Linked DNA regions of Zea mays: region 2 is linked to region 1. Evidence: chromatin contacts called from public Hi-C data. All regions are on one chromosome and are shown on one strand. The core of a region is the stretch at or near the end of the contact, and the rest is flanking DNA. Distances in the headings are between cores, read along the strand shown.

Region 1 (5,097 bases), core at 1,197-3,696:
ACGGGAGGTAAATCCGTCGATCAAAAGGTATACAGGTCGATGATAGGCTCCTTACTCTATTTATGCGCATCTCGACCGGATATTATGCTTTCCGTATGCATGTGTGCAAGATTCCAAGCCGACCCTAAGGAAGCTCACCTTACGGCCGTAAAACGAATCTTGAGATATTTAGTTTATACTCCTAAGTTTGGGCTTTGGTATCCTAAGGGATCCACATTTGATTTAATCGGTTATTCGGATGCCGATTGGGCGGGGTGTAAGATTAATAGGAAGAGCACATCATGGACTTGCCAGTTCTTGGGAAGATCCTTGGTGTCTTGGGCTTCAAAGAAGCAAAATTCCGTAGCTCTTTCTACCGCCGAAGCCGAGTACATTGCCGCAGGTAATTGTTGCACGCAACTACTTTGGATGAGGCAAACCCTTAGGGACTATGGTTACAAATTAACCAAAGTTCCTCTTCTATGTGATAATGAGAGTGCAATCCGCATGGCGGATAATCCCGTTGAGCATAGCCGCACTAAACACATAGTCATTCGGTATCATTTTTTAAGGGATCACCAACAAAAGGGAGATATCGAGATTGCATATATTAACACTAAAGATCAATTAGCCGATATCTTTACCAAGCCACTTGATGAACAAACTTTTAACAAACTTAGGCATGAGCTAAATATTCCTGATTCTAGGAACTTCTTTTAAATGTTTTGCTCACATAACTCATTCATATACCTTTGATCATATCTCTTTCATGTGCTATGACTAATGTGTTTTCAAGTGAGTTTCAAAACAAGTCATAGGTGTATTGAAAGGGCATTAGAGTCTTCGGCGAAGACAAAGGCTTCCACTCCACTCCATGACTCATCCTTCGCCGTCGCTCCGAGCAATTCTCCATCTTTGGTATAATCTTCACTCATGTTTTATTACCTTGGATGTCGGCAAGCATCATGGGGTGGGCGGGCGTCATGGGGCACTTGCGCGCATGTCACTTACCCGGGGTGGTTGAGGAGGGGAGCACTAGGAGCTCGAGGCCTCCTGCACGAGCAGCGGCGGCGGGATTCGAGGCAAGAGTGTGGGCGAGGACCGAGATCTCCGGGGCTGCTTGGAAGCCGACCTACCCAAGCGTCCTTGCTGCGCTCCGGAAAGCCTGTAGAAGACCGAGATCCGGGGCGAGGACCGAGCAGAGGGGGAGGAGGGTGGGGGATCCGCGACAATGGTAGGAATGGGAACCACTTACCCGGGGTGGTTGAGGAGGGGAGCACTGGGAGCTCGAGGCCTCCTGCACGAGCAGCGGCGGTGGGATTCGGAGTCAACCGCAAAAACCCCAAACAGCAGCGGCGGCGTCGCGGGTAGGACAGGGGGCCATGCGACGGATCTGGTTGGAGGAGGGGGCAGCGGGGAGGACGGGGCCATGCGGCGGATCTGGGGCGTCGGGCAACGCGAGACCGGGGGCGTCGGGCGGCGGCGTGCTATCGAGGGACGGGAGGAGGGCCGAGGGAGGGGAGAGTGGGAGCAAGGGGCACAATGTCGCGGGGTGGGAATGAGCGGAGCGGATGATGTCGCGGCGTGCGAGTGGCAGGCAGAACCGCTTAGCTGTGCACGCCTACACTCCTTTCTTAAGGAGTAGTAGAGATTTGAAATCCCTATAACTAATAATTAGGTAGCTTACAAATTATTAGCTAGATCAAGCCAGTTAATGAACTAATTGTTAGCTACAAGGTATGTCCTAATTAGTTAGGAGGTGTTTGAAACCTCTATAACTAATTTTAGTAACTAACTATTCATTAGGGCATGTGCTGTAATCCAATCTTCAAAAGATGACATTGTGTTATTTAGGGAGTGTTTGGTTTCTAGGGACTAATTTTTAGCCTCTCTATTTTATTATATTTTAGTGTATAAATTGTCAAATATGGAAACTAAAACTCTATTTTACTTTCTATATTTAGCAATTTATAAACTAAATTAGAATAAAATAAAGGGCCTAAAAATTAGTCTCTAGAAACAAACGTCTCTTTATTCATGTCAATATTTGTCCGGTACACGGCTTATGTTAGGGTGCGTTTGGTTGCAATGACATGATAGGACGGGATATGACGATCCCTTAAATAAGGTTGTTTGGTTTAAAGTCAAGAGTTGAGACATGACCCAGTGTTGTCCTCAGTTATCCTTTAAAATTGGAGAGACCGAGACGAGAGATGACGCTAGGGGACATCCTTGTTCTCACTGTTTCGCAATCAAATGCACCCGTGTTTTTATCTCGATAAATTACCATTTGCAGCAATTGAAACAATCGGATTTAATTCAAAGCGAACGACCCGTTACTTTTTGTTGGTAATACTGTACAAATTTTCGTCTAGTTGCGTGCTCTCGCTAGGGTTCCGCCCCGCCGGCATACCCGACCATAAACCCCGCGCCGCCCGCCAGCAACCTTCAGTCTCATTTCTCACGCGTAGCTCGGACAGGCAGCTTGAAGCTCGCGAACCAGCCATGGCGAATGGGGACGCGGCCGTGGAGGTCGGCGGGAACGGGGAGCAGGAAGCCGCGGCGCGCCAGGCGTCGACGTTCGCGGAGCTGGGTATCTGCGCGGAGCTGGTGGAGGCGTGCGACGCCATGGGGTGGAAGGAGCCCACCAGGATCCAGGCCGAGGCCATCCCCCACGCGCTCCAAGGTACTGCTATCCCACTCGGCGTCGTTCGGGGCACGCGCCGCGCGGTGCGCCCCGTGGCAGGTGCTTGCGGCTGCGGACTCTTAATTCGGCGGCCGCCCTGGTTTTCGCAGGGAAGGACCTGATCGCTCTGGCGCAGACGGGGTCCGGAAAGACGGGCGCGTTCGCGCTGCCCATCCTGCAGGAGCTGCTCAGCAACCGCCAGGCTGAACAGTCTTTCTTCGCTTGCGTGCTCTCGCCAACAAGGTCGGTTTGATTTGCCAGTCAATTACTTCGTTTAGGGGCGACGTACCAGTATCTAATTTGGAGTGTACGTGGTTGCTAATCAGAGAGCTGGCGATTCAGATCGCAGAGCAGTTTGAGGCGCTTGGATCAGCTATTGGTTTGCGTTGCTCAGTGGTAAGTGTTATCAATGCAATTGTGGAAGCGAATGTGTACATGAATTCATTTTTGTCTGTCAGCATCTGAATGTCGCAAATAGTGACACATTCATACAGTTGTACTTTATCTATGTTACTGATGCGGCAACGAGTAGTACATAGGGGAGATTGCAGGAGCAACTGGGATTGAGAACTGGAATGTAGGGGGTAGAGAGGAAGTGGCGCAGTGTTGTTGTCGCCAGCAACTATGGCAGAATCGCCGGTCGTCACCGTCTAAGGGAAACCCATCCGCTCGGGAGGTTTATTCATTCTCCAATGCCTGTTTACAGCAAGGGAAGTGCCCATATACTTGGGTGCACACCTAACAAACTTAAAACCAAACTCCTATAAGCCTCCTGATTAACTCCTTCCCTTAATCAACTAAGCCGGCCCTGCCCCTGCACTTGCCTAGTATAGTCAGGGGCTGGGCTTGGTGGACGTTGCCTGTATTGGTGCCCGGCGATTGAGTCCACAATAGTTACAGCATTCTTATTTTAATTATGCTTCTGATTTGTATGGTAGCAAATGCTCTTTTTGTCGGGGTCGGGGTGAAGTACCCATCCTTTCTGATCTTCACTTCTCTCCACTTCCACCACAGCATCACTCAGTTCTCTGCTTTAAAATCATTCTGCATTCTGCGAACATGTGACATACTTTCACTATTAGATTAGGCACATTCAGATGTCACCTGGTGATATTGTATTCCTCATGCCTATTATGTAGGGGTGACAATGGGCTTTAAATTTTACACTATAAATTTAAGGATTGGATCGGATTAGGATCGGGCCCTATTTCTATTCATTTTTTGAACGAAAATTTATTTAGGGTCCTACCATTTTGTGAAGAAGCATTTGGATCGCGATCCATTATCACCCCTAATTATGTGGCTTTGTGCCTTTGTGGATGCCTTGGTTCTAGCTGAGATTTTATTCTTTCACCAGCTTGTTGGAGGAGTGGATCGGGTGCAGCAAGTGTTATCCATCGGAAAACGTCCACATATTGTAGTGAGTGCTATACATCTGTTTTCCACATTTATTGATGTCTCTAAATTATGTCTCCAATCTGTCTTGTTTTGAAATGTGTACATTAAAATTACTTCTGAAAAGCTATGGCAATGGATTGACATTCTTATCAAATCCTGCTTCTCATTGAGCTCCTGGAGAGTCATTGCAACAAGCCTGAGAACTACATTATAAACCAGTAGCAACAACCGTACCAGCTTTGATTGTCTTTGGTTCTTCAATATTTCACTGACACTAAAATTCGTTGCTTGTTATTATTTATATTAGTGATATATTCTGTTTAAATTAATTTGATTTCACATATTGTTTTGTCTTCATCTGGAATAACCTTCTTCTCTGTAACATATGTCCTTCAAAACTTAGGTTGGAACTCCTGGCCGTCTTTTGGACCATTTGACAGAGACTAAAGGTTTTAGCCTTAAGAAAATCAAGTATTTGGTATGTATTCAGTTTTCTTATTATTAGACACATTCTACCTTTAGATTACTTAAAGTTTTCTCTGAACCCTGTTTCATCTAAATAAAAAGTCCCTGGGTGTATGTTGTGAGTTTCTCACTAGATACTTCCTCTGTTCACAAAATGATGCAATTCTAGCATAGTACTGAGTCAGAGTAAAAGCATCTTCACTTTGACCAACTTTATATATAAACGTGTCGATATATATGTTACCAAATAAATATCATTAGATTGTTTCATTGAATATATTTGAATATTTCACTAGTAATACCTATTTGCTGCCATAACTATCAATACTTTTTCTATAACTTTACTTAAACTTTGCATAGTTTGACTAACGAAGTAACGAGAGAACTAGAATTGCATTCTTTTGAGGATGTTGGGTACACTGGAAAAATGTGAGAACATGTTTAATGGTACCTTGCAGGTCAATTCAAAATGAATAGGTTTGAAGTTTAAAACTTCATTTTAGTGTGACTTCTCTTACATCTTGGAGCTTAGACTTCATTTGATATAACTATATTTTGGAGCATACACC
Region 2 (5,097 bases), core at 1,251-3,750, 190 kb before region 1:
CTAACACTTCAACAGCCTTCTCCAGACCAGCAATGCTAGCTCTTCCCAAAAATGTACCTGTGTCTGATACCTGACAGAACTTAGTATGTCAGAGTTCATGCGAAAAGACCTACTGCTAGGCTCTCATGTAGTAATCTTTTAGTTTTATTTCATCAGCTACAGATAACAAACAGAAAGCTAACTAGCTATTGCACAAAACAACGTCAAGAAAAGAAGGTTGAATATATTATCACTTTCGGAAACATGACACTAGGTGTGAGCTCATGAGATATAAAGCAAGATTTATATATTCTAAGAATGCTGTTCTGTTCTGAAATTTTAAAAGTTATGAAACAGCACTACTGAAAAATGAAGTTCATGCAACTAGATAGAAACATGAATCATTTGACTGAGCTGGGTCAAAATATAAAAGGAGATGCCAGATTGCCAGTCCTTCAAAGCTGTTCCATTGCTCTTCTGAATTTACTGTGCAACAGAAGATTATCCTTAGCTTGATGATAACAGATCAGACCAGAGTAAGATGGTGAATTCCCTTAATCAGATAAGAACTTAGGAAGACGAGGAACGAATGGTAGCACATGGCAACCAAAAATGGTGAACTCCCTTTAACCAGATGCTTTAATATCCTGTACCTGTAGTGTAGCCTCGATTTTGATACCTCCAACTATTATATCCAGATTTCCAGTCACGCTCGATCACCTAACCACTGATTGTCCAAATCTTTGTCTACATATGTTATATATATATATATATATATATATATATATATATATATATATATATATATATATATATATATATATATATATATATATATATATATATATATATAATGTCTACACGTGTAAGCAGCAAGACTGGTGTTTGTCCATTGTGTCAAAGTTTGTAGTTTGACAAACTCCTTGCACATTCAGAGCACCCTCCTAGCTGCGAATAAAAACCGGAAACTTCGTGCCTTTGGAAGAGTAAGATGGTATGATTTGTCCACTCCAAAAGTAGCACAGAACCGATAAGCGGTCAGACACAGATTCGCAATGTGGGTCGCAGGCTTGACCAGTCCAGATGGTAGACTTTTGCTGACAGCAACCTGAATGTGGATGTAGATTATAAGCCCTTCACTTATCCCGGTGAAAAAAATAGAGAATCGTCCTCCTGGAAGAGAGCTTAGAATATACTCCTCCATAAAAAAGAAGGGCCGCCAAACTTGACTTCACAATGTATGCCGAACATGCAGATTTGTGGACTGGCTTTTATGATTGGATTTACTTGTTGTACGTATGTGTGTATCTGTTCCGGCATACTTCGAGCACATGCTGATTTTGGAACAGTCGAAACGGTTGCCGAATTCCGATCAAACGGACCATTTTTGCTAGGTGATTAGTGTGAACTGTGAAGACCTTCGTACAAACTCTGCGGCGCCGCTGATGAATGAATGAAGCGGAAACAACTTCAGGCTCGCGACGACGACTAGCCTCGCGTATCCTCCCTCCCTTCACGGCTGGTCGGCGGCAGAAACGCGGCAGCGTCGCTGGCTGGAAACTGGGAGCGGACCTTTCGGTATGGTGCCACGCGCTTCGCGTATCCATTATTGGTTGGGAAATGGGAACTCTGACGACGAGGTGGTGAGTCTGATAGCCTCGCTAGCGAATCGAATCGTCAGGATTGCAGTCGGCAGCTGTGTCTCCATGGTGACCAGAAAATTTGCAGCGAAGCAGCAGCGCGGCGCCCCCGTCCAGTGAATAGCCGCGGCAGCATGCCGCATGCGTGAAGCGAGGCGGGGACTAGGACGGACGGAAGGAGCGGGGCGGAAGAGAGAGGGAGGGAGGGAGGGGCGGTAGCAGGCTAGCTAGCAGCCAGCGACTGAAGGGAGGAGGAGAGCTACCTTGTGGGAGTGGGGCGGCTTGGGCCGCGGGATGGCGAGCTCGCTGGAGTCCAAGTCGCCGGGCCCGTACCTCAAGCGGCGCGCGTCGTAGGCGGCCGCCAGCGGGCCCGGCGCCGGCGGCGCGTCCTCCGGCAACCCCCTCGAGCACACGCACCCCATGGCTGGCTTGGCTTCTCACCGGAGGCGGAGGCGGGTGAGTAGTAGCCGGCACCGGCAGGCAGATGGGCACACGCTCTGCTGGAGGCTGGAGGCTGGAGCCTGTTCCTTAGGCCTGCAACTTGCTGCTCGTGGTGGAGCCGGGCAGCTCGTCGTCGCTCCTCCTCTTCCCAGCGGCGGAGTTGGAGTTGGTGGTGCCCGGGGGTCGCGGGTTTGAATGAACTTTGAAGTCGCGGGTGGACTGGAGTGGAGTGGAACGGAACGGAGGCGGAGGCGAGGGCGAGGGAGGGGCGAGGGCGATGAGATTGACGAGCGGTCGAGCGCCCGAGCCGAGACGAAACGAAACGACGTCGGGGGCTTTGGGTCGGGGTCTGGCCGTCGGGGGCGGGAGGGATGGGTCGCTTTTTGTTCCGTGGCCTGGCCGCCTGGCGTGGCGTGTGGTGTATCCCGCACCCCCGTCCCGTCTCCTCTCTCTCTCGCCTGTCCATTTCCATCCGGCATCCATGGTCGACGGGTCGTCGTCGCCGTGGGCAACCTTTGACTCGTTCCGTCCGTTTTTTCGTCCCACGTCCGGCCTCGTCACTCTGTCGCCAATCGCCATCGTCGTCCTCGTCCGGTCGTCCCCCTCTCCACCGTCGCTCTCCTCTCCCTGCAGCACTGCACCCCGCACGCACTCCCCCTTGCCTTTTTACACCCTCCCATTTCATCTCAGCCCTTTTTCTCTACGTGACGTCGGTTGCCAACAGCTGCCTTCACTTTTAGGCTATCCGCAACCGTTACCTCTAAATTTTTTTCTCTTATATCACTTTTACCCCTATTTTTTCATCTCCCGCACCGGTTCTCTCTAAATACTCTCATATACCCTACTACAACTATAAAATATTATTTTCTATATCAACTATTAATTTTTTTATTTACTAATAATTACTCGTGGACCAACAACACGGTGTTTAGGATGATAAACACTGACACGCTAGATCTAGGGGGAGAAAAGAGGGCCGACGTGTAGGGACGCTGTAGGGAGCACCGCTACGACCATGGAGTGACCCCTACAGATCGCATGCAAGAGAAGGGGGCTACGTTACGATTAGTCTGACGAAGACATGCTCAAGATCATGTCGCGGCCGGGCTGGCCCGCTGTAGCTGCATTAGGGGCCCATGAAACTAGTTAAAATCAATAATTTTTTTAATGTCATCTAATAATATATCCAACGAGCGGTTACACAAGATATAGACCATAAAAAACACGAGTGATCTATAAAAAAACATAGATCAGCCTTCTTTTAACTTATATTTTTCTCAGTCTTTTAGTTAAAATATAATATAATATATTTTTTATTCGTTTAATATCTCATATATGATCGTATGTTCATTTTAAATATCAAAGTTTACTTCCTGCGGTAGTTGTGTCTCAGGTTCAGTTTTCTAAATTTTTGGTGAATAGGAACACGTGAGTAGATGGTTTATGGTTGACCAATTGCCCATTGGCCGTTTGCAGTTGGAGATCTTTAAAACTATCATGCACTAAACACACTCTAAAACACTCTAAATGTTAGTTTGAGAACTTTTTTTCTAAGAGATTTCTATTTTCACAAAAGAAAATGAACTAATTTCTTTGGTAAAATGAAAATCACTTACGCCACGTTTCAATCATTGGAATTGAATTCCACTCTAATAATAGTAATTTAGATAATATATCAATTAATCTAATTTTATTTTATACAAAATATATCGTATACTATTATTAGCAAGAAGTATGATCTATTTGTATACTATCTTTTTACTATTGAGTAGTGAGTCGAATAGCATCATGTAAGATACATAGTAGAAACAAATTCTACTAATACATAAAATTATTTCTCATCATACATCATATAAATTTGAAATATATTTATATCTAAACTTTGGAAAGTTATGGAGCGTTAAATTCAAGCTAAATAGGTTACTTTATTATGTGGATTTTATTTTTTTTAAATGAAGGGATCCAAACGTTAGGAAATAGGGTTCTCAAACTAATATAGAGTCGCACAACACGCGTGCTGCTAGAGCTAGACCCATGTGCGTGTCACGGAACGCATAGGATGACATGCATATGGGATGAGTATAGATAGATAGGTCACACCGGCGAGTTCTTTACACACGAGGTGGTTGCGGTTTAGTTGGGTCTCTTCGCATGATCACGTCACAGGAATCGTATCGCCAACATAAACAGGTAGATAAAATATAAAGAATATACACGTATACGTACCAAGAATTCCACAGGTGGAACACACACGAAATTGTGTGCTGCACGCGGCGGTGGCAGACGCATGCATGCAAGCGCGCTCACGCTGACCGGTTGGCCGGACTACGGGCGGAGCCAGGACCCCAAAGGCCCAGAGTGCCTGCCACTGCCTGGCTGCGCAGAGCAGAGTGCAACGACGTGTCGTCCGGCCCGTCCGCGTCCGGTGTATATCCGAGCCCAACCAACCGCGGTGTGAACCTATGGAACGTGAACGCGCGCCCACCGCCGCCGGCGGCGGCAGTACGGGCGTGAACGCGTACGCCGTGTGCGGACCGCGGCGACGACGACGAGGCAAGCTGGTCCAGCACGGCACCCGCCATCACCCCTGTTGGATTCCGTTGCGACTAAGAGGGTGTTTGGTTGCTCCTGCTAAAGTTTAGCTCGGATCACATCAAGCGTTTGACTTTTAAATAGGAGTATGAAATATAGACCCAACCAACTGGACTAGATTCGTCTCGTCTTTTAATCTTCGGCTGACAAATTAGTTTTATAATCCGACTATATTTAATACCCGGAACGGAGGTTCAAACATTCGATGGGACAGAGGCTAAATTTTAGCGGGGTGTAACCAAACACCCCCTAAGTGCGACTAAAATAAAATGATACATAATAATAATAAGTAAACAATACTCCCTTCGTTATAAAATAAAATCCGTTTTGTTCATATAATAATCAATATATTTATTATATATATATATATATTTCTAGATTTATTATAATCTATTTGAATATAGACATAAAAATCAAGAGTTAAAACGACTAATATTTTGAGACG

Evidence for each region. A called contact is a pair of places that touch in the nucleus more often than the background predicts.
Region 2: a contact with region 1 is called in a Hi-C map of tassel, with 4 times the contacts expected there. The contact joins the promoter of LOC103626456 here to the promoter of LOC100193011 in region 1. A contact is called at or near these places in 9 of 25 Hi-C or Micro-C datasets (bundle sheath, ear, endosperm and 4 more).

Annotation. Positions count from the first base shown.
Region 1 is chr5:63,069,202-63,074,298 of Zm-B73-REFERENCE-NAM-5.0, reverse strand. It overlaps LOC100193011 (putative DEAD-box ATP-dependent RNA helicase family protein), which reads left to right and starts at 2,446. Exons shown (of 13, transcript NM_001138179.1): 1 at 2,446-2,665; 2 at 2,776-2,908; 3 at 2,992-3,061; 4 at 4,023-4,085; 5 at 4,467-4,541. The coding sequence starts at 2,485.
Region 2 is chr5:63,255,228-63,260,324 of Zm-B73-REFERENCE-NAM-5.0, reverse strand. LOC103626456 (Receptor-like protein kinase-like) reads right to left here and starts at 2,500. Exons shown (of 12, transcript XM_020538396.3): 1 at 1,883-2,500; 2 at 1-70. The coding sequence starts at 2,041.